Linked DNA regions of Zea mays: region 2 is linked to region 1. A link is a contact called in public Hi-C data. All regions are on one chromosome and are shown on one strand. Each heading gives the region's core, a stretch centred on a gene start, on an enhancer-like site or on the middle of the called end of the contact. The rest is flanking DNA. Distances are from core to core; before and after follow the strand shown. Region 1 has its middle 43 kb from the start of LOC100280896. Region 2 has its middle 29 kb from the start of LOC103627259.

Evidence for each region. A called contact is a pair of places that touch in the nucleus more often than the background predicts.
Region 2: a Hi-C map of leaf shows a contact between it and region 1, with 5 times the contacts expected there. The contact joins two enhancer-like sites. A contact is called at or near these places in 3 of 25 Hi-C or Micro-C datasets (ear, leaf and leaf mesophyll).

Annotation. Positions count from the first base shown.
Region 1 is chr5:173,843,655-173,846,230 of Zm-B73-REFERENCE-NAM-5.0, forward strand. No RefSeq gene overlaps it. Among protein-coding and RNA genes, the nearest start is that of LOC100280896, 43 kb to the right of the region's middle. Within about 2 kb of position 1,292, at least 17 of the 20 cell types and tissues checked have an H3K27ac peak or open chromatin away from gene starts, as enhancers often do. A contact at or near this core is called in ear, leaf and leaf mesophyll, where this site is marked.
Region 2 is chr5:173,996,174-173,998,749 of Zm-B73-REFERENCE-NAM-5.0, forward strand. No RefSeq gene overlaps it. Among protein-coding and RNA genes, the nearest start is that of LOC103627259, 29 kb to the left of the region's middle. Within about 2 kb of position 1,283, at least 16 of the 20 cell types and tissues checked have an H3K27ac peak or open chromatin away from gene starts, as enhancers often do. A contact at or near this core is called in ear, leaf and leaf mesophyll, where this site is marked.

The DNA.
Region 1 (2,576 bases), core at 42-2,541:
AGCAGTACCATCCTAGTATGTGGCAAGATGCTTAAGAAAACCGATGTAATCACATCGAGTTAAATGCTTTTGGTTTGCTCAGCTCCACCAAAACGCAGGGGGCATATGTTGGGCACCAAAATGAGAAGGCCGGACGGTCCGGCCCTGGGGCCAGACGGTCCACGGTCCGGACAGTCCGCGTCTGTGGGCCGGACGGTCCGCATAGGCGCAGAACAGATTAGTGTTCCGAGTTTCTTGCTATGTTTGCTGGCGAGAATCTCGGGATAAACTCAAAAATTTGTTTGTAAGGGGTCCAGCCCCCTCCTCTATAAATAGAGAGCTAAACGGTCGATTTGATAAACGAATCGAACCTTCAATCAATACAATTTACATTTTATCCTAGGAGTAGTTCTAGTCTAGTTTAGGTTTAGTCTTCCAATCCTCAAATCCTCTGCTTCTCTTTGACTCTACGTCGATTAGAGGAGTTTAGGTCGGTCTACCCGAGCCTATACAACTCCTAGGATCTCTTCTCTCCGACGGGGTCCCTCCCGGGAGCGAGATCTAGGCGCCGCCGGCGATCCTCCGCCGCCCTTGCGCACGCGCGGACCGTCCGGCCCTAGGGTGCGGACGGTCCGGCCATTAGGTAGGGAACCCTAGCCCCTGCGCCAGGTCGCGGACCGTCCGCGCCTGACCAGAGAGCACCGTCACGGTTCTTATTGAGTATTTGGTGCTCCGAAAAGGCGTCAACACCACCCTTTCCACCGATAGAATTGTTGTAACATATATTTTTTTTTCATTTTTTCTAAACTGATTGACGAAGCTAATCTGTACACGGAATGAAGAAAGGTCAAAGGTGGAACTAAAAAAGTAGTTTTTTATATCTTTGTTCTCTCTTAGGCTAATCACAGTGGCTATTTCACTACACTATTTCATACACTAACATATTAATTGAATGATGCAACTAAATAGTCAATACAAATCAGTAAAATATATGAAGATGAAATAAACCACTTTTAATAGATCTTTCACATGATTTCCAAGACCTTGAAAACTAGTTGACATAGTTTCATCCTCATAAAATCAATTTTATTCCACAAAACTCATTTACCTTTAATATTATACTATTAAATATGTATGAAACCATAATGAAACTACCATTGTGAATAAACTTAGCAGTTGCAGAGACACAGCTCGGATACTCCGAACACGTGCCTGGGCTTCAGCCTGCAAGGGCCCAGTATGTATGGTCCAACTCTCCAATCCTCGGCCCAGCAGCCATCGTTTCCAGCTTGCGAAGGCACGAAACAGGAAGCGGGCAAGCAACGAGTGCCGCTGCTCTGACCAACTGCGTGCCTGCTCCGCCGTAGAGCTCAGCCGTTCTGGACTGCCACGTCAGCCACACGCCCCGCGTCGGCCAGGGCCAGCTGCCCAGCCGCGCCTCTGTCGCAGCCCCTACTTCGTACCGCCCAAGTCACAACCGAAGTGAGTTGTTGTCAATTTATGGTTTCTCAACTGTTAATTGTTTTTTTATAGTACGTATATAATAGTATATAATCGTTGATTGAACATTTGGTTTAATGTAAGTATTGAGTATCAACGTATTGTGATTTTTTTATTGTTAGCGATGAGGAGACATTTGATAGTAGAATATAGTATTGAAATTTATTAATCTATATTGAATAGAGACTTAGATGAAATCTAGAAATTTAAATCGGTGTCCAAGCTCCGGTCTTGGGCTTACTCCGCCACTGTCTCTTAGTCATGCATGAAATTGTCGTTAAAGCTATTTTATTAAACAAAATTTCTAAAATAGCTCAGCTTCACTGATAAAGCTGTACTCACAAAACTGGTTTAAACATAGCTTCAACAATGAAGCTGAGTTGTGCTAAATATGAGTTAATTTTTTCTGTGTCCTCTAAAGGAAACAGGTGACGCCTAAAAAGGGCGGGTGAATTAAGAGTTTTAAAACTTTCTCTAAACAAGGGCATAATTAAATTTATAAAGCAAAACATATGTAAATAATCAAACTAGAATGTGCAAACTATGTTTTGTCTAAGTGTTGTTATCTCTACCGTAATGTCTAAGTTTCAATACAAAGCAATCTAATTATAAAGACAAAATTACAACTTAAATGCTTAATATAAATGCGGAAGCTAAAGAGCAAGGTAGAGATGCAAACTCTCGTGGATGACGCCGGTATTTTTACCGAGGTATCCGGAACCACGCAAGGTCCCGACTAATCCTCGTTGGTGCTCCTACGCAAAGGGAAGCCCACACGAGAGCCAAGCATCTCGGTCGAGTAACTCCGTAGAGAGCCGCGGGCCTTCTCCACGCGTAAGTGGTGCTCCGCTTATGGCTCCTCTCGGACGCTCCCCGCCGTCTCCACTAACAAGTTTCCGGGCAAAACGCTGCGGGCCTCGTTCCCTCTGGTGCACGTTGGTGACCGTGACACAAATGCGGTTGTCACTGTCTCGCAAGACTCTCGCCCCACTCAGTACAATTTCAACGGCTCGCGCAAGTGAGAGCACCTAGAGGGGGGGTGAATAGGTGATCCTGTGAAAACTTAAACTTAAAGCCACAAAAACTTGATTAAGCGT
Region 2 (2,576 bases), core at 33-2,532, 150 kb after region 1:
TACTTCCAAAACACACCTGCGTGAGTGTGTTGCAAATCAGCAGGACGTGGCCGATCGAACGCCGAAGAATGGAAAAGGATGCCGACGGACTGCCATGCCAATGTATTTCATGTGCCATCATCATCATTTTTGCTTAAAGCGAAAGCGCTCTCACGTCCGATCACACACGCCTCGCCTAGCTCGTCCCACAGGCCACCAGCGTGCGGGCAACATGATTCCCGTGCTATCTCGCAGCAGCAGGAGCAGCGCGGCAGACGGACCAAAATCATTTACCTTCCTTTCCGTCTCAGAGCTCGTGTACTGACACCAGACTGGCTACCAGCATGTGCAGTGAATTCGACGCTGAATACCGCTGAGCAAGAAGAGGTTAAAAACAAAAGATTTCGTCCCCCCCCCCCCCCCCCCCCCCCCCCCCCCCTGTCACTAGAACATGATATATATGTGCCTTTGAAATTAGCAAATTAAGGCCAACCAGAACCAATCAGTCATTGTCTGACATCGCCAGATTGATTACACACAACCCACCATGCATGACACAAGAGTGTTAGATATTATCATCCTTATTGATAGGGCCTTAATTTAGATACGCCTAGCTCAACGATTTCAATACCTAGCATGCCTGGGGAGGTAGACGACGCCCCTGCAGCAATGGTCGAGTAGGGTGCCTGCCTGCTCATTCATGTGTTTGTTGGAGTAGACTTGTGGATCTCATTGTTTGGCTGGCCTCCAATGTCGTTGGTGTGAGGATTCAGGCACAGGCTTCAAGCTGGTCAACAGCTGCTGCTCACTTGTCTTCAAGCTGAGCCCGCAGTAACCCTAGATCAGTTGCCAATTTGCAAACTTAATGTGAGATTTTATTTTATTTTTCTTGTCATTTGTACAATCTGCCAAGATTCAAACTCAAGACCTCTAACTCTCATGCCAACCATTAACCAGTTTAACACAAAAGCTTAAGCTACCCCGCTCATTCGAAACTTCAACATATCCGAGAAAAAAACAAGCACTCGAATCAAATCCACAGAGAAGGCCAAGCAAACCAGCGAATTAAAACCCACTACACACTAGTAGGTCATTATTGGATGCCTCCTTCTTGATTTGCGCCAGCCAATATTAAAAAAATACGGTTCGGTGACTTGTTCAGTTCAGTGCACAAAGAGAAACAAAAATATGGGAAACGTCCCAAATGATTGGACGTATTCAACTCGACGCACGGCCTGCTTGGGCCTGCACGAGGCGATCCAGCGAAGGAAGCAACACTTGCTGTGGCCTTTTTGGGCCGCACTGCAACACGGGCCTCTTCGTCCAATTGAAAACCGTCCCACGAAGAAGGGTCGGGTTGGGCATCATTGGCCCCGTTGCCGATCTTTTTTCAGCTAACCCTTACGTTTAGGAATAAGTTTACTTTACCTTCTCGACTATCCTAAAAGACAGTTTTTTTTCGGTTTTTAAGTTGGTTTTTTTCTTTGTCAGATCTAAAACCAGAAATAACTTCTCCAGCTTGTCACACAACCGTACACTTACCCTTGCCAGATTAACACTGTGGTTTTTCTTCTTTTTATATTTATTTTAGCTAAATCTTTTTAAAACCATAGCAATCATAGAAAAAAATATAATATAAAATCTAGTTGCGTTAGACTCTACATGAGTAGATCTACATACTAAACATATCATATGATATATTTTAGGACAAAGTATTTTTTCTGTAACTTTAGATCTATAGTTTTTTTAATAAATTTATAGCTCTAGTTTCTCTCATCCAATTATATTGAAATTTTTTGTGGTATGCTAGTCATTGCACCATGATTTGTAGTAAAAATTTCATATGAATGAGTTATATATTTCTCAGTCATGGTGAGCATGAACCTTTTGTTGTATACCAGACATTCAATGTTTAATATACCATAAAAAATTCAACATAATTGGACCATAGAAGTTCCTTGTATGAATTAATTACATAGAACTATAGATATAAAGATACAACAAAAAAACTTTGTAATAGAGCATACCAAATTCACTATGTAGATCTATGTACTCATTTAGAGTCCAACAAAAGTCTGAGCTCGATCATTGGATCATATATGACTGAGTTATAGATTTAATTTCATTTAGAAACTATTTAATAAACATAAACCAAGATAAATCTATAACTCAACTATATATGATCCAATGAGCATGAACCTTTTACTACAGCTCAAGCATGTACTTATTAGTCTATCATAAAAATTACTATAATTAGATCAGAGAAATTGCGTCTATAAATTAGTCACAGAAAAGTAAAGACCTAAAGTTACAGTAAAAATAAAATTTGTACGAAAGTATATTGTACTATATACCTTCACTGTGTATAGATCTACTCGTGTAGAATCTAACACAATTAGGTTTTCTATTTTATATATTCTTTTGTGCTAGGTTTTTTTAGAAGATTCAGCAGGATAAGCCAACTACGACGAGATGTGAACATCTTATTCCTAGACAGTCTTTTTAAGGATCAGGGCTTCATTAGAAATCATATAGAAATTTCGTAGAAATCAGTTTATTTTCACATGAAAACACAGGAAATAGGAAAAAAAACCCGC